6 separate regions of the Mus musculus genome follow, and regions 1, 2, 3, 5 and 6 are each linked to region 4. The links are chromatin contacts, called in public ChIA-PET and HiChIP or PLAC-seq maps. All regions are on one chromosome and are shown on one strand. The core of a region is the stretch at or near the end of the contact, and the rest is flanking DNA. Distances in the headings are between cores, read along the strand shown. Region 1 has its middle 18 kb from the start of Crot. Region 2 holds the start of Crot (carnitine O-octanoyltransferase). Region 3 has its middle 14 kb from the start of Gm31449. Region 4 overlaps Abcb1b (ATP-binding cassette, sub-family B (MDR/TAP), member 1B). Region 5 overlaps Abcb1a (ATP-binding cassette, sub-family B (MDR/TAP), member 1A). Region 6 holds the start of Rundc3b (RUN domain containing 3B).

The links. ChIA-PET counts read pairs in DNA pulled down with a chosen protein or histone mark. HiChIP or PLAC-seq counts read pairs in DNA pulled down with a chosen protein or histone mark.
Region 1: a contact with region 4 is called in an RNA polymerase II ChIA-PET map of memory CD8 T cells, with 47 read pairs. The contact joins two enhancer-like sites. A contact is called at or near these places in 2 of 115 datasets of contacts at active chromatin or transcription factors (effector CD8 T cells and memory CD8 T cells) and 2 of 9 other capture datasets (adipose tissue and liver).
Region 2: an H3K4me3 HiChIP or PLAC-seq map of the SCID.adh cell line shows a contact between it and region 4, with 13 read pairs. The contact joins the promoter of Crot here to the enhancer-like site in region 4. A contact is called at or near these places in 2 of 39 promoter capture datasets (the C10 cell line and pre-B cells), 1 of 484 Hi-C or Micro-C datasets (embryonic stem cells), 3 of 115 datasets of contacts at active chromatin or transcription factors (the SCID.adh cell line, effector CD8 T cells and embryonic stem cells) and 3 of 9 other capture datasets (adipose tissue, liver and pancreatic islet).
Region 3: a contact with region 4 is called in an RNA polymerase II ChIA-PET map of memory CD8 T cells, with 13 read pairs. The contact joins two enhancer-like sites. A contact is called at or near these places in 1 of 484 Hi-C or Micro-C datasets (megakaryocyte-erythroid progenitors), 2 of 115 datasets of contacts at active chromatin or transcription factors (embryonic stem cells and memory CD8 T cells) and 1 of 9 other capture datasets (adipose tissue).
Region 5: a contact with region 4 is called in an RNA polymerase II ChIA-PET map of effector CD8 T cells, with 45 read pairs. The contact joins two enhancer-like sites. A contact is called at or near these places in 2 of 39 promoter capture datasets (the C10 cell line and liver), 1 of 15 datasets of contacts at CTCF or cohesin (the NIH/3T3 cell line), 2 of 484 Hi-C or Micro-C datasets (embryonic stem cells and liver), 4 of 115 datasets of contacts at active chromatin or transcription factors (CD8 T cells, effector CD8 T cells, embryonic stem cells and 1 more) and 2 of 9 other capture datasets (adipose tissue and pancreatic islet).
Region 6: a contact with region 4 is called in an H3K4me3 HiChIP or PLAC-seq map of the SCID.adh cell line, with 23 read pairs. The contact joins the promoter of Rundc3b here to the enhancer-like site in region 4. A contact is called at or near these places in 7 of 39 promoter capture datasets (the C10 cell line, cranial neural crest, hippocampal neurons and 2 more), 2 of 15 datasets of contacts at CTCF or cohesin (large pre-B cells and pro-B cells), 10 of 484 Hi-C or Micro-C datasets (the AML12 cell line, bone marrow, embryonic stem cells and 4 more), 11 of 115 datasets of contacts at active chromatin or transcription factors (the SCID.adh cell line, T-cell acute lymphoblastic leukemia, bone marrow-derived macrophages and 6 more) and 3 of 9 other capture datasets (adipose tissue, embryonic stem cells and liver).

What each region holds. Positions count from the first base shown.
Region 1 is chr5:9,014,201-9,016,900 of GRCm38.p6, forward strand. No RefSeq gene overlaps it. Among named protein-coding and RNA genes, the nearest start is that of Crot, 18 kb to the left of the region's middle. Within about 2 kb of position 1,416, at least 45 of the 459 cell types and tissues checked have an H3K27ac peak or open chromatin away from gene starts, as enhancers often do. A contact at or near this core is called in effector CD8 T cells and memory CD8 T cells, where this site is marked.
Region 2 is chr5:8,995,745-8,998,444 of GRCm38.p6, forward strand. It overlaps Crot (carnitine O-octanoyltransferase), which reads right to left and starts at 1,402. Exons shown (of 18, transcript NM_023733.3): 1 at 1,360-1,402; 2 at 708-803.
Region 3 is chr5:9,058,210-9,060,992 of GRCm38.p6, forward strand. No RefSeq gene overlaps it. Among named protein-coding and RNA genes, the nearest start is that of Gm31449, 14 kb to the right of the region's middle. Within about 2 kb of position 1,317, at least 36 of the 459 cell types and tissues checked have an H3K27ac peak or open chromatin away from gene starts, as enhancers often do. A contact at or near this core is called in memory CD8 T cells, where this site is marked.
Region 4 is chr5:8,837,976-8,840,748 of GRCm38.p6, forward strand. All of the region lies in intron 21 of Abcb1b (ATP-binding cassette, sub-family B (MDR/TAP), member 1B), which reads left to right. Among named protein-coding and RNA genes, the nearest start is that of Gm5106, 41 kb to the left of the region's middle. Within about 2 kb of position 1,301, at least 29 of the 459 cell types and tissues checked have an H3K27ac peak or open chromatin away from gene starts, as enhancers often do. A contact at or near this core is called in CD8 T cells, the SCID.adh cell line, T-cell acute lymphoblastic leukemia and 2 more, where this site is marked.
Region 5 is chr5:8,668,519-8,671,220 of GRCm38.p6, forward strand. The region is part of intron 5 of Abcb1a (ATP-binding cassette, sub-family B (MDR/TAP), member 1A); the gene reads left to right. Among named protein-coding and RNA genes, the nearest start is that of Gm31157, 26 kb to the right of the region's middle. Within about 2 kb of position 1,278, at least 34 of the 459 cell types and tissues checked have an H3K27ac peak or open chromatin away from gene starts, as enhancers often do. A contact at or near this core is called in CD8 T cells, effector CD8 T cells and memory CD8 T cells, where this site is marked.
Region 6 is chr5:8,621,457-8,624,288 of GRCm38.p6, forward strand. It overlaps Rundc3b (RUN domain containing 3B), which reads right to left and starts at 1,496. Exons shown (of 11, transcript NM_001347311.1): 1 at 1,032-1,496. The coding sequence starts at 1,156. The region is part of intron 2 of Abcb1a (ATP-binding cassette, sub-family B (MDR/TAP), member 1A); the gene reads left to right.

The sequences.
Region 1 (2,700 bases), core at 166-2,665, 180 kb after region 4:
AGCCCTGAAAATATACACACAAGGTACATGATTCAGACTAAGCAAGTTTTATGTATGCACTCAGGGATTGTCTTAGTCAGGGTTTCTATTCCTGGACAAAACATCATGACCAAGAAGCAAGTTGGGGAGGAAAGGGTTTATTCAGCTTACACTTCCATACTGTTGTTCATCACCAAGGAAGTCAGGACTGGAACTCAAGCAGGTCAGAAAGCAGGAGCTGATGCAGAAGCCATGGAGGGATGTTCTTTACTGGATTGCTTCTCCTGGCTTGTTCAGCCTGCTCTCTTATAGAACCAAGACTGCCAGTCCAGAGATGGCACCACCCACAAGGGGCCCTTCCCCCTTGATCACTAATTGAGAAAATGCCTTACAGTTGTATCTCATGGAGGCATTTCCCCAACTGAAGGTCCTTTCTCTGTGATAACTCCAGCTGTGTCAAGTTGACACAAAACTAGCCAGTACAGGAATATATGTTCAACAACTAATTCTAAAAGAGGCTATAAATTTGAAAGAGATCAGGGAGAGGTATGTGGGAAAGTTTGGAGGGAAGGAAGAAAAGGGGGAATAATATAATAATTATCTCAGAGAAATATTTATATGTAAAGCTGAAAATGCAACCTTCCTCATTTCAAAAGTAAGACGTGCAAAACTCAAGAAGAGTTTACATTTTCTGCTCTACTGATAGGATGTAGAGTACAGATTTACTGCCTGTCATCTCTGTCTGTTGTGCTTACTGCTTCTCGTGCATTTGGCAACAGGAAGCTACTGTGGATTTATAGGCCAACAAGTGGTTTGGAAGCTTCAGCAGTGAGCAGGGTTGTGGTGGCTCATACCTGTGATACCAGCACACAAGAGGCTGAGACAGGAAGCTTTGAATTTGAGGCGATCCTAGGCTATAAAGTGAGACCTTATCTTAGGAAAGAAGAGAAGAGAAGAGAAGAGAAGAGAAGAGAAGAGAAGAGGAGAGGAGAGGAGAGGAGAGGAGAGGAGAGGAGAGGAGAGGAGAGGAGAGGAGAGGAGAGGAGAGGAGAGGAGAGAAGAGGAGAGAAGAGGAGAGAAGAGGAGAGAAGAGGAAACGAGAAAGAAAAGGAAAGCAATGTGTTGTTTCCCCCCCCCTCAATGGTTATGACAAACACCCAATAAAAATAAAAGGAAAAAAATAATTACTTTAGGTCATGGTTTCAGTACATAGTCATCTGTCTTTGTTCCTGGGACACATAGTAGCCGGTTGTCAAAGCAGAAAAACATGGCAGCAGGAAGCAAAGAGGTTAACACAAAAGGGTAGGAGGAAATGTATCTGCAGATTCACACCTCCAGTGACCTAGTTCTTTCAGTAGATCCTACAACCTAGAGTTTCCTTCCCCCAGCTCCCAGAATAGCCTCTAGCTGAGGAAGGAAGTGCTCAACACAGGAACCTACAGGCGGCAGCTCACACTCAAGCTATTGACAGCTTCAGAGAGACAGAACCACAGAAGAGTCTCAGCGTGTCCAATCAAGAAGACACTCATTCATCTCTAAGAGAGGGCCATCCACTAGCTAGAAAATATTCTCCACTGTCTGCAACAGTATTATTCTGGCTTTCTGCATCACAAAACACAAGAAAACAACACACAAGCTCTGCTTTTATGGTTGAGGTGTCCGGAATGTTTCTACCTAAATTCCATTAGTGTTCTTTGAACCTTGCCATCTGACTTGGAAGGCAGCTGGTCTCTACTTCTTGATTACTTCATGTTCAGAAACCATACTCTAGATATTTAAAATGTGGACTTACGCAATGATAAATAAAAATTGTTCTTCAGAGCAATCACTCTGTGACAGATTAGAGGGAATCAGATATCCCTAAAGTGGACAGGAATTAGGTAGTTACATAGGGGTTAAAAATGTTTTTGTTTGTTTGGTTTTGGGTTTTGTTTTGTTTTTTGTTTTTTGTTTTTTTTTTTTTTTGAGACAGGGTTTCTGTGTATAGCCCTGGAACTCACTCTGTAGAACAGGCTGGCCTTAAACTCAGAAATCTGCCTCTGCCTCCCAAGTGCTGGGATTAAAGGCATGTGCCAGAATATTAATTCATGATAGGATCCTATAATCACTCTTTGACATTTTTTATCTCTTGCTCCCTCGGTCTCTTTCTTTAAAAGAAAAATTTATCAATAATATGTGTCTAGAATTTATCCATTTCTTTTAGATTTTCCAGTGTTTTTAAAAGTGCAAACATTTGCCGGGCATGGTGGCACACGCCTTTAATCCCAGCACTCGGGAGGCAGAGGCAGGCGGATTTCTGAGTTCGAGGCCAGCCTGGTCTACAGCCAGGGCTACACAAGAAACCCTGTCTTGAAACCCAAAAAAAAAAAAAAAAAAAAAAAAGTGCAAACATTTAGAGTGTTCCCTAACCTAGATCCTCTGCATTTTCTTGGTAACTGTTGTTCCCTGTCGCTTTTAATTCTAAATTTATTAATGTGGGTCTTCTCTTTACTTTAATTATGTTTTCAGAGAACCAACTATTTCAATGTTTGGTTGAATCTGTGTGTTGTTCCTTTAGTTTCCTCTTTATTAGTGTCTGCTGATCTCTATTATTACTTACTGTCTATTACTTCCAGACTCAGTTTGTTTTTATTTTTCTAAGACTGGAGTTGTACAGCTCAGGCACTTATAAGTCTCTCTGACTTCTATATCTACAGGTTCAGATCCATATGCATTCCTCTT
Region 2 (2,700 bases), core at 152-2,651, 160 kb after region 4:
AAAAAAAAAAAAAAAAAAAAAAGGCTTAAAATAGAGAGGACCTAACCTAATCATTTGAGTGCTTGAGCAGAGATACTGCCACACCTCTGTGTCTACATCTATGTCTTTAATGATCTGTGTCTACATCCATGTCCTTAACGAACTCAGAGACAAACAGGACTTGCAGGAAATGGGATTAATCCTAATGCAAGTGAACAGGGGTTAGACTCTGCCAACTCGAATGAACCTGAAAAGGGAGTCTCCCCCTAAAACTTCAGAAAGTAACTCATAACAGAAACCCTGGTCTCTCCTTTTGTGCGTCCATGCAGGGTAAGCAGCTAAGCTTGCTCGGACTTCAGATCTTCAGAAACTCAAAGTCTGTGTTCCTTTAACCGCTAAACATGTCACTGTCTGCTGTAACAGCAATAGGAAACTAATGCAAGCATGCCGGGCAAGCTGATCTCATTACACTTCCTTGTCATTTAACAGATCCCACAAAGAAGACCAGAGTACTAATTTTATGCCTGCTGCAGTGCTTAGCCCCTGCAAGGTTAAGCCGACTACAGATTCTTTAAGAGTTGTCTTAAGTTTTCAACCATATAAAACTAGTTAAACGATTCCAATAAAATTAAGAAAACGATGACAGTGGACTTTCTGAAAGCAAGGTGATGTGAACGCGAGAGAGGTGGGAAAATAGAACCAGGAAGTAAACAAATAGGGTCACATACCAGTAAACCACGAAGAAGTGCTCAGGACCTCCAGGAGCCTGCTTGAACAATTCGGAAAGGAAACCACAGGGAACCCGAACTGGCCAAGCCTGGTGACTGTGGAAAGGAAGAAATACACTCAAGTAAAGATCAGGAAAGGAGAAGAGGATAGTGACAGAAGCTGGAAATACAGAGAACGGACATCTGCTAGACATGAGATTTATATCACTACAGAGCTAGCTATGTTCCAAGCAGCCTATCAGATGGACCCAAGGGGCACAGGGAACCTTCCGGTGCCCGCGGGGAGGTTGCAGCAGAAGCAGAAAGCAATAAAGTTCAGAAACTCCTCCCACCAAAACAAGGGCAGCTTCTCACCGAGGATAAGGACAAGGGGAGAAAAACCAAGAAACATGCACACGCAAAACCAACCAATCGATCAAGCACTCTAGCACTCTAGCACTCTAGCGAGGCCGGTGCAACTGAGAGAGGACACCCCAAACCAGAAGGGCAAGATGCTCGGGGGGGGGGGGGGGCACCACGCCCGCGCCAGACGGGGCGCCTGGGCGCACAGCCCGACTGCACTCAGCTCGGCTTCCTGCTACTGCAATACCCTTCGACCCCCTCGCCATGTGGGAGGGGAAGGAGAGCGAGCAGCCGGCCCCAGAATCCTCACCTCCCGCGCCCCTCTTGTCCCTCTGCGTCGGCCTGCAGGCTCTGGGCTGTCCTGAGGCCGGACCAGAACGGAAAACCGCGAGGGTCCCGCCCTGTGCGCGTCGGGGAACGGGATTGGACGGGAAGCCGCGAGGGTCCCACCCCGCGCTGGAAGGGGTGGGCTGTCGAGGCTTGCTGGTCCCGCCCCCGCCGGGTTCTCGGGCTCTGGTGGCGTCCTAGGCTGCAGACCCCGGGAACGCAGCAGAAAGTCAGATAAGCGCCCTGCAGTCCCCGCTACAGCAGCTTCCTTCCGGATGCTGCGGGAGATTGGCCTCCGTCCAGAGATCTACCCACTCTCGGGCACAGCCCTGTGGCTGCGTAAGGAGGCCCACGGCTCAGCCTGCTTTTCGCCGAACTCTTAGGGGCTTGGCGCTGTGTTCTTTCTTCCCAGTCGCTCCCCCTTCTTTGTGCCAGCCTCCTTTGCATGGCCCAGGCAAGCATTTATACTACTTTAGATATAAATTTAAGAATTTATACTGAGACATTTTATTTTGTCTACCCTGTGTGCTGGCAAGAGAATAGCAGGCGAATGGATCCGGTTTGGCCTCGTCGCCTCTTTGAGACTTAAGATTTGGCCAACTCCCAGCCATCTAGGGCAAGCCCTTGCAGTCTCTAGCGATGGTCAAGCTTCAAGCTTTGGCCTTGCCTGAATATTTTTATCATCCAAGAAGTTGCGTTTTTAAAAAGCTAGCACGTCCTAGAGGAAGACTATGAGGTATTTTTAGTTTCACAGGTCAATGCCCTTTTTTTCATTTACCTCCTGAAATAAATTGATACAATTTTAAACTTATATACACTTTTTATTTGTACTTCTGTTTTGTTTTCGTGGAAGGAAAAATATTTTACCTGCTCCTGCATAGTTAAGTTATTCAACAGTTTAATGACTTCATTTCAAATTAGTATATTAAAAGCTGCTGTCTTTCCGAAATCCTTTTGAGTTTCCCGCAGAATTACTAATATGTTTCATGACTGCACAGCGTTGCTGGAGGTATTACATAATCAAGCTGGATAATCTCTCTAAGCTTGTCAAAGTGACTGTGTTAAAGAACTTTTCCCCCTCATAGTATGTAAGTGTTCCGTTCCGGATATTATATTATGCTTCGAAAATAGAATTCTTAGACTGACTGGATTTCTCAGAAACCTTCATTGTCTTTTTTTTTTTTTTTTTTTTTTTTTTTTAGTAAAAAAAATTTTGGCACCTCTTTAGAAGTTTACGCATATTGAATGTTTGCTGGTGGCAAAGAATTTAGGGTCACTCACCTTCACTGTTTTTGTGAGTTTGGTAATCTCACCAAACCAGGCC
Region 3 (2,783 bases), core at 67-2,566, 220 kb after region 4:
TGATCAGAACAGAGTAAGTGCTCTGTAGTCATACATAACCAATGAGTTGACTGGAATTGGGTGGGGAGGACAAAACCTCATTTCAGTTAGGACTTGGCTGTGCACTGACAAGTTTATGGTATCATATATCACCTAGGCATCTTCCAGTCCCAATCATATTAAGGTTTAATCTCACACTTGACCTTCTTAGTTTTTTGAGACAGGATTTCTCTGGGTAGAGGCGACTGTCCTGGAACTTACTCTGTAGACCAAGCTGGCCTTGAACTCACAGAGATCCATCTGCCTTTGTCTCCCAAATGCAGGGATCAAAGGTGTTCACCACCACCTCTCAGATTACTCTGAATCTTTTATCTCCTAATTTTACTTGATACGTTTTATAACTCCTTTCCTTTCAGGCTGGTGCTATCTTCCTTCACTAGTAATTAAACTAATCCTAATTGTTCTGCCTGATTTTTATATTACTAATATATATGGATGCATATATGTTATAATACTTATGCATTTAGATATATACATATGTATATGTGTGTGTGTGTGTGTGTGTGTGTGTGTGTGTATGCCAATAATTCACCAACCTTTATTATGTAGAGTTAACAATCAAAACTCCAATGCTTGCAAGATGGCTCAGTAGGTAAAAGAATTTGCTGCCAAGCCTGACCATCAGAGTTCAATCCCTGCACTCCCACGTGGTGGGAGGAGATAACTTAACCTTGCAAGTTGTCCTCTGTTGTCTACACACATTCTGAGTAACGCACGAGCGCGCGCACACACACACACACACACACACACACACACACACGAAAAAATAAAATATAAACACACTACCAAAAGTCTCCCTTCTTTCAATGGAAACCTAAACCATGGAATGCAACCTTATTTCATATCTTAGGAAACTGTAAAATTTTGCTTCATTTCTAACACGATGTAAGAAGTATTTTCTTAGTACAGCTAACACAGGTTGAAGTATGAAAGTTTCTCAGTACAGAAACACAGGTTGAAGTGTGAAAGTTTTTCAGAGGCAGCAGTTGGTATCTTCCCTGAAGTTTCCCTGGCACTTTTACTGAATGTTTTCTGTACATTCTGGGAGATGTTGTACCAAACGCATCACCCGCTAGGGAAGGAGGGGCTGTGATGCTGCTGTGACATCAAAGGTAGAAGGGGGTGAATGTTCAGCTAGTTTAAGCAAGGAGAAGCAAAAGCATAAATTGAAAACTACATCAATTGAAGCGCAAACTCCTCCTCATCCAAAAGAGCGGAGGTTATAAACAAGTTTGCTGGGCAGACTGAGTCAGAGACTGAGTAGTTAAAATGAAACAGAAAGCACTAGCAACTCCCAACACTGAACTCTGGGTGGTGTAAACTGCTAACAAATTCCACTCCTGGATGAGGAAACACAAATTGTTTTATGTAATTAAAAGTTCAACCATTCCCAAAGATTTCTATTTTGGGGAATAGAAACTGGAGGAAGCAAAGTAATTGAGTGTTGATTAAAATTAGAAAATCAGGTTCCCTAACTCTATTGGGGGAAAATCCCTAAATCATTTTCCCAGCAAAGAGGGAAGCCATGCATATTTCTCTCTGGCATTAACAATGGCTGTGTGGAGAGTGATTCATTAATTGGTTTGCTAACAAATAGCATGCCCTACTTTCACACACTAAGATTGTTTCCACGAATGCAAGCAATGGTCTGAAGCAGCCATGTTCCTAACAATGTGGAGCTGCAAAACAAATTTCAGAAAAGGGTCGTGAGTTTCCTAAAAGGTGGGGAAAATGAATTAACATTATTCTGGTCTCTTTCTGAGGCTAATATAGATGGTGAGGATGACGCATCGGGGTCAAAGCCATTAATCTGCTGTAGAATTTAATCCTGATAAATGAATAAAAGGCTATAAACAAGTTTATTGTAAATATCTCTTGAATAAGAAAACCGTGAATCATCTTCATGTTCAGAAATAGTTATGAGTTTCTGGTTTTCCAGTGTAAGAACCCAAGGCAAGACTTCTGTAACAGGTATAAGAGTTGACAGTGACAGCTACAAGTGGAAGCGACGATGTCAGCTCCCCGTTTTCCAGTTAAAAGAGTAGCAGGTATGAAATATAAGACGAAGCTTTCCCTCTGGCCGTTCTGAGGAAGAAAGCCAGTACGTTATCTGTGGGAAGCAAGCGCTCGACTGCACAGCCACATCGGCCGACAGTTGCATTTAAGCTGCCGTCAGCCTACCACGCATGTGCTGAGCCCACGTGGTATGAGGGTACAGTTGTTTCCTGTGCTGCTATGTCTACTCCTCAAAATCTTTTTATATAAAACTATAAACTCACTTGGGTAACACCTAGTGAAGGCTTCTTAACTTATGTTAATAATCTCTGCTTTTGATGCACTAGTTAGCGTTCTTTGAGTGAATATTTATGGAAGAAACTAAGGAATACTCTGCACGACTTCATGTTACAAGCTACTTTGGGGCCATTCTGACTTCAGTTGTGCGCTATGGGCTGTATGTGTTACTTCATACTGCTACAGTGGTGGCGTACGCCTTTAATCCCAGCACTTGGGAGGCAGAGGCAGGCGGATTTCTGAGTTCGAGGCCAGCCTGGTCTACAGAGTGAGTTCTAGGACAGCCAGGGCTACACAGAGAAACCCTGTCTCCAAAAACAAAACAAAACAAAACAAAACAAAACAAAACCTAATTCTTAAATAATAGAAAACCACCAGGAAGCAGCTCAGAGAGAGAAGTTTCAGAAGTAGGATTCCAGTACTAGCTAGACTCTCACATCTCCCCTCTTCCC
Region 4 (2,773 bases), core at 51-2,550:
GCTGAGGGGAAGTGGGCAATGCATCTGTGTCTCAGAGACTGACTGACAGCTGCTTTTGACAGCTTTTCTGGTTTCAGTCATTGTCTCCACTTTCTCCTGGGTCCCCATCCAACCTGCTCCTTCTTTCTCTCCTTCTGTCTTTTCTCTCCCCCTTTCCTTCTCTCCCCCATCTTCTCTGTTGTTCTTTCTCTAAACCATTCCTTTCTCAGGAATGTAGACCTGCTTTGTTATGAATGACGCGGGACACTCATTATGGGACCGTCCACCTAGTGTTATTCTTTCTGTCTTAGATTATCTACCGTTCTTTCCCCTTTGTATGCCTCTTCCTCCCTCCCACATAGTTCCCCTTCACTCATCCCTCATTGATGTGCACACTCAGCTAAATTTTGTTCCACAGTTTGACAAATGCTTTTGAGGGACTTACTGGGTTTCCTGGCAAATGTTTTATTTCTTGCAATGAGACCCTGAGAGATATGTTCTGTTAGAACCTCATTTTTTTTCTAGGTGAGGCTGACAGATATGTAAGTGTGCCTTTCATGCCTTAGAGCCCATCACTCCTGGAGCCAGAATTCAAACTCAGGCTGCGGTACTCCAATTAGCTAGGAATCTACATTCTGTTATGATAGAGGTAGTCGTATAGCACACACTCTGCAGAAATGAGATTTTGGAAGAGCTGACCCCCTTCTCCCCCCCCCAGCCCCCAAAATGAGCCCAGTGTCTACTGGGGCTATATCTGCTGAAGGACAGTCCACATTCCCAAGACTTAGTGCCAGGTCCCCAGGGGGTGGGAAAGGTTTGGATACAAGCCAACCTATCCTTCAGATCTTTCAGTGGCTTCTAACCAGCTGCATGCAATCTGAGCTTTGTGCCCTAGTGCTTGATGACTGTTCTTCTCCTGCACTCCACTTCCTTCTCCACACTGCTGTGGCCAGCAGGGGCTTTTTGCCCCTTTCTGATTCCCTTGGACCTCACGGATGGCCTCTTTACATCATCCAGGTTTCTGAACTGCATTTTCAAAGGCCCTTCACACTGCCTGAGTGTGTGCTTCCTCCCCTCGGCCTCGAGGTTTCTCTTTTCTTTCTTTATTAATGAATGGTGTGACTTCCTTGCTAAAACCTAAGTTCCATGAAGCACGAGGCTGTCTCTGATGCTTTCCCTCTAAAGGAATGAGGTAAGCTTGAGGTTTCTGAGCAGTTCTGTGTAATGTAGAAGAACACGTATACTCAAGCATATGATGTTAAGAGCTGCTTGTATCCCAGCAACGCAGTGTCAGGGCCTTCTTACCTAGTGACAGTATGACGTCACAGACTGTTCATGTTTCCTGTGTTTGATGTCAGAGCCTCACTCACAGCGTCTGTGAAGTATGGGCCTGCTCATCATTTTCTGTCTATGATGTCAGAAGATGCTCATAGCCTTCACCCTGTCAAAGGCTTGTGCCTGTGTTCAGTCATGTTGCTAAGAACTAATGAGTATTTGTTGAAAAACAATGTAGTTTCTTTTTTTCAGTCTTGAAAGCCATAATTAAATTTGAATTCTGTTGAAGGCAGAAGGAGGATGGTGAAGAGGCTTATTCTTTTTTTTTTCAAAATCACACATTTTTTTTCCTGCAAAATTATTTTGTAAACAATACTTTCTGAAAGAAACCGCTATTTTTACTCTTTCAGCTAAAAGTTCTTTTTGTGTGGGGGAGGATCACTTAGTTTTAAAAACTTGTAGAGAATGAAGCCTAATTAAGAGTCCACATTTAAGGCTTTTCCTAATTGCTTCATTGTGCCTTGAAATGAAGAGATTGTCCCATGAAGTCTGTGCTGTAAAGCCTCACTTTCATCAGCAGTATGCACACTGAGAAAACATGACATTCTCAGACTCACCGCAGCCACGGCATCCTTGCCTCAGAAAGTGATGTGCAGGAAATCTTTATCTTTGTTGATCTGACCATGGATCTTGTTTTCTGTCACACATTGCTGTGGTTTGTACAGTGGTCCTTCTAACCCCGAAAGCTCTTCTATTATTTGAACAGTTATAATTACAAATACTTGTAACGTATCTTACTAAGATAATCTGAATAAATTCTTTTCTCTAGCATCTTTTCCTTACTGTCAGGATTTTTAAAAAAAATACATATATATTTGGTGTGTGAGTATGCAGTTGTATGTGAGCATGGGTGCCTGTGCATATGTATAGGAGGTAAGAGGTCAGCATCAGGGGTGTACTGGCTAGTTTTGTGTCAACTTGACACAGCTGGAGTTATCACAGAGAAAGAAGCTTCAGTTGGGGAAATGCCTCTATGAGATCCAACTGTAAGGCATTTTCTCAATTAGTGATCAAGGGGGAAAGGCCCCTTGTGGGTGGGACCATCACTGGCCTGGTAGTCTTGGGTTCTATAAGAGAGCAGGCTGAGCAAGCCAGGGGAAGCAAGCCAGTAAAGAACATCCCTCCATGGCCTCTGCGTCAGCTCCTGCTTCCTGACCTGCTTGAGTTCCAGTCCTGACTTCCTTTGGTGATGAAAAGCAATGTGGAAGTGTAAGCCGAATAAGCCCTTTCCTCCCCAACTTGCTTCTTGGTCATGATATTTGTGCAGGAATAGAAACCCTGACTAAGACAAGGGGTCATTTCTCAAAAGCCATCTGCCTTGTCTTTGAGTTGGAGACCTTGAGCCCACTGATTAGGCTACGCTGGCCGGGCAGCAAGGATCCCCTGTCTCCTTCTCTAGTGCTGAGATTGCAAGTAAAGTGAGAGAGGAAGTGTGTGTGTGTGTGTGTGTGTGTGTGTG
Region 5 (2,702 bases), core at 28-2,527, 170 kb before region 4:
TTTGTCTTCTGGTGTCACCTTTCCCCTTTAGGAGTTTCTCAATCCTGTATCCCCTGAATCACTGACAAAGCTGGTATTCATCTGCTTCTTTACAGATGTTTTTGAAATGTGTTTGATCCTCATGCCAAGCACTCTTTCTATCCATTCACAATGATATCCCTTACTTACTCCTCCTTGCTCAGCTTCATTTACCTATGCCCCAGTCATCCTTCTATTTTAGTAGCTGTATCAGACCAGACTGTTTTCTTTGACTCAATTATAACATCCCCACCCATACTCTGCCTTTGCCAATTATACTTACACCATGGTCCTCTTCTCCTAAGATGGCTCTGTCCATGAAGTCATGAACTCAGATGTATCAGTTTCAGTTATAGCTTCTGATTCCTTCTAAAGAAAGCTAGCTCTTTTTATTATCACTCTTTTTGACTCTGTGCATTTATTCTATAGTGTTGCTGTAGAAAATGCCATTAGGTAGATTTAAGAAGAAAATGCCACGAGATAGATTTAAGACAACACAAATTTATGCTCTTCCAGTTCTTGGGTAAACTAAAGTCAGTGTGTCAGGAAGATTGCATTCATTCTGGAGGTTCTTGGTAAGAATCTGTTTCCTCCCCATTTTGAGCTTCTAGGGGCTCTTACATTCCCATGTCCCCTCCTTGGTATCACCATAGTCTCTGAGCACCTACCTGCCTCTTAGAAGCATCTTTATGATTACAGTGGGTTTATCTGAATGTCCCAGGGTAATCTTTCCCAGATTCCTAACATCTGCAGTCCTGTTTACCATGTCAGACAATGTAAGAAAGCACATTCACAGACAGTGTCCCAGGGCCAGACTGTGCACATGTTAGGAGTGACATTCCTTTGCCTCTCGTTCCTGGCAAGGCTTTATTTTATTCTAGCAGCCACTCCAGCTTCATACTTCCCAAGGCCAACCTGTCAGAGTCACACGAGTTCACTTCAGTCCAGTCCTTCGAGTGCTGTACTGCTTTTCTTCTCTACTTAAGGGTTCTAATGCGTTTCCTTTTTACTTAAGGGAAACTTTGGAGTAAAAACTAAGCTGTTTCTTATATGCATACCATTTATGGTATGACTCTCTTATTTATGATCTAATTACAGACATCTGCTCCCATTCTTATTATAGTGTTTGTTCTTTAATATATACCAAGCTTGTGTCTACTTAAGCATCTTTGCATGTATGCTTTCTACTTGAATGCATGACTTAGAGATCCCCACAACAAAAGCTGCATCCTTCCTGTTACTGAGGTTTCATCTCAGAAAGATGTTCCCTGACCTGCCTGTCTAAACCCACTGGCCCTATCAGTCACCTGAAGTTATATCCTGTAACTGCTTAGCCGCTTCCCCACTGCTGATGTTTCTCTTTTTCCTGAATGTGTGCTCACAAGAGTGGAGTGTTTTAATGTTTTGCTCACTGTTGTTCCTCAGGAGTCTAGAAGAGTGCTCAGAGCCTTAGTAGGTTCCTAGACACTGGGTGGATAGTGACCATATCCATTCCTATTCCCAACTGCATGCACTCTAAGCATTCTAAGGACAGGTAGCCTGTGTTACCCACCATCATTGCCAGTACTTAGAGCCAAACATGAATCTCATTAGCTCTTTAAACAAACTTAAAATGTTGAATGAGTGAATGAATTCTCTAACTCAGTGGCTCTAGTGAAGTCATATTTCTATTCATGCCATGAATATTATCTAAAGGGCTTTTCTGCCTGTACTTTCCACTTCTTCCCTGGCACGATTCACCTTTAGCTTTCAATACCAGTTTGTTTCGTTCTGTGTTCTTGGTTTACTTTCTCTGTCCTTTCTACCAGTCTCTAACCAAATAGTTTCCATTTCCTTTTATGTTAAAGGCCTTCAACTATAACTAGTTAAGTTATATGCTTATACAGTCTTATGCTGTACCTGATATGTTGTTACAACTTTGCCTTCTTCTTCTTTGACTATGAGAGTCTGAAAATTCTTAGTTATGTTTGCAAACCAATAATAGTAATGGATATTTCATGTTTCATACTACCTTCTTGATAAAAGTTTTCTGCATTGCTTTGTAATCTTTGTAACAGCTGTGTTGATTTTTTTAAAACATTTTATAAATACCAAAACTGAGGCTCAATTTTTTTTAGTAATAATAAATTACATCATCTCTCCCATTCTCTTTCTAGTTCTATAAGCCACCCTCTTCCAAGTTCCTGGCCTCTTTTTACTTATATATGCATCAACATATAAACACAACCTGCTGCATCCATGTAGCCTTGTTTGTATGCGTATCATTTCAGGACTGACTGCTTGGTGTTAGCTAACCCATCAGGGGCTCATCCTTGAGGAGACTAATTCTCCCTCTCTCAGCAGTTCTTGGTTGTCTGTAGTTCTGTTTTCTGGGGGTGAGGCTCAATGAGACCCCCCTCCCCCACATCCAGTTTAGCATGTCTATTAGTGTTGCCCTTCTTCAGGTTTTGTGTAGACAAGTCTTATTGAGATATCATGAGTAAAAGTTCCCTGTAATTTCTAGGAGGCACATTCTCACAACAGACTTCTTGGTCCTCTGGCTCTTCTGCCCCATCTTTTGTAATGTTCCCTGAGAGACCCTCTACTTGGCCACACCAGCCTCTTTCCTAATAAATTATAAAGTTGAGTCATTTGGTGTCCACTTTCATCCTGCTCACTGTTATGTGACCACTTTCCTCAAATCT
Region 6 (2,832 bases), core at 246-2,745, 220 kb before region 4:
GATAAGACTACCCAACTAGCTTATTTTTCTATGAATCTAACATAGAAATTTGCCTCAATTTAAAACAATGTAATAAAGCCCATCTGTCCCAAAAGCTTGTATTCTACACAGCACAAATGATAAATATAGTCTATATTACTTTACCACTTACAATGCAAACTGTGAGCAAAGCTCTTCCTGAAAGATGAGCATTCATTAGAATCCAACTTTTTAAAAGTTGCTTAAATACTGAATGTCATTCCTACTACAGATATCTGCAATCTGCTTAAGATGCTAGCCACGATTTTACATAAGGAAAAAAAAAAATAGACATAAGCCAGAGAGGCAGGAAAGGTTTCATCATTTACCTGATAACAAGAGAATTATCAGTAGTTGATGATTAACCAGTATGATGGAACAAAATCATTTTTAACAGAGCGTATTGGCTCTGAGTAGTTACTAAGAGATGGATGCCTAGAATATTATAAGACTTAAAGAAAATTTATCAGCTTGTTCAAAATCAGTTTTTTTCTGAATTCTTGATTTATAGATAGTGATGATCTATTTCTATAATTCCTGGAGGAAGGGCTACATTTACAACCAGGAAGCACTTAAATAAATGCCCAAAAGGACTGACCAGGAGTCTTCCACAATTGCACAAGCACTGTAGTTGACAAGACTTAGATACCCAATACAGATAAGGGCCGAGGGAGAGGAGTGAAAATGCGTACGCCAACAAGCGACAGCAAGAGAACGCACAGGGATTTGGGGACATCTCAGTAACTACTACAGCAGCTGGATGCTGCTCTTCCTCCGCCCTCTTCTCCTCAGACGCAAGCTGGCCGGTTCCAAACGGTTCCTCCCCGGCTCCGCCCCGGCCCTCCCCGGGCAGCCTCCAAGCGAGGACCCTGAGACGCGAGGGCTAGCCCACGGCCTCGCGGGGAGAGGCTCCCGCCCCTCTGCAGGGCCCCGCTGGCCCGCGGACACGCGCGGCACGGGCCGCAGCGCCGAGCCCCAGCACCTCCCTCAGCCCGGCGCCCGCAGCCCCGCACCTGCACACGGTGATCAGGTTCCTCCTCTCCACCGCAGCGTTGCGGGCGCTCAGGCTCTTCTTGCCGCCGCCGCCGCCGCCGCCGCCGCGGCTCCCGCTCAGGCCCCCCAGGCTCCGGGAGGCCATGGCGGGCTCACCTCCGCGCCCCCTTTGTCTCCAGCGGTCCCGCAAGCCTCGCACACCTGTGTCCCCCGGCCTTCTCTCAACGATGGCAGCCCGCCGGGCGGGAGAGAGGCGAGGAAGGAGGCGCGGAGTAGGCAGGGTGTGGAAGGCAGTCAGTCGGGCACCGGTACCCAGGCTCCACGCGCGCGTGCACACACACTCACACACGCTCTCTCACACATACACACGCGCTCACTCACACGCACGCACGAGCCACCTCCACCCTCGCTCGCGCGCGCGCGCGCCGCCGCCGCCGTCCACGAGAGAAGCGCGCGCGGGCGGGCGGGCGGGAGGGCGGGCTCCGAGTCTCCAGGGACGCCGCACCAGCGCCCGGGCGAGCCTGTCACCCCGCAGGCCTAACCGCACGTCATTCTTCCAGCAGGGCGGAGCCGCTGAGGTGAAGCCCCCCTCCCCACGCCTGTCTCACTCAGCCCCCGCCCCCTGCACCTATGGGAACAAGGCCGCTACGGAGAGAGCCAATGACGAGAGGTGGGGGCGGGACCCGCCCCAGGAGCTTTTAAAGAGGCTCGCTTAAGCCCCGCCCTGGCGCGTGGGCCTCTGTCAGAACGCGGGTCGGCTCGTGCAGCACCTTGGTGAGCCCGGCGAGGCAGCCTTGGCTTGGAAAGCCGGCTTTGCTGTGCCTACTCCACGGTGACTGTGGTCCATAGTCACCCTGACAAGGCTAAGTTCATGGCAGATTCCTGGTCCTGAGGCTTCAGTAGCCTCAGCAGGAGAATGCCATAGTTGGGTGGGGTGGGAAGTGGGGGTTACCTAGAATAGAAGAAGAGTTCCATTTGTCCCAAACGCCCCCTTTGAACCTGACAAACAACGACACAGTGGCATCAGGGAGTGCGCCCATGGCATTTCTCTTCCCGTGAATCTGGTCAGAATTCACCTCATCTTACTCAGTGTCCAGCACAGCCTTGAAACCACATTGACCATAGAAAAACGAGTGTAGTGGGGATGTCCAGTCTTGGGTTCTGTGCAGTGAGATCTGAACTGAATTGCAGCTCGTGAGCCATGGAGGAGGTTTGTCAAGGGCAGAGGGAAATCCTGCCTTGGAGTCCCAATAAGCCCCTTGGGAGGACCACTTTGTAGTCTCTACTTCTCTGGCTTTACCTCTGGCTTTACCTATGGGAGGCTACGGGCTTGAGACCCTGACCTCTGACATTCACCTCAGACTGCCTGTAAGTATGTCCAGACTTCAGGTTTTGTTTGTTTGTTTGTTTGTTTTTAAATTTTGAAAATCTAAAATCAGGACAAAGTCTCACCTCTACCTCTTAAATATAATTATGTTAAAATAAAAATTAATTATTAAGAAAATTTCTACAAGGGAGCTAAAACCATCCAGTGGAAAAAAAGACAGCATTTTCAACAAATGGTGCTGGCACAACTGGAGGTTATCATGTAGAAGAATGCAAATTGATCCATTCCTATCTCCTTGTACTAAGGTCAAGTCTAAGTGGATCAAGGAACTCCACATAAAACCAGAGACACTGAAACTTATAGAGGAGAAAGTGAGGGAAAGCCTCAAAGATATGCACAGGGGGAAAATTCCTGAATAGAAGAGCAATGGCTTGTGCTGTAAGATCAAGAATTGACAAATGGGACCTCATAAAATTGCAAAGCTTCTGTAAGGC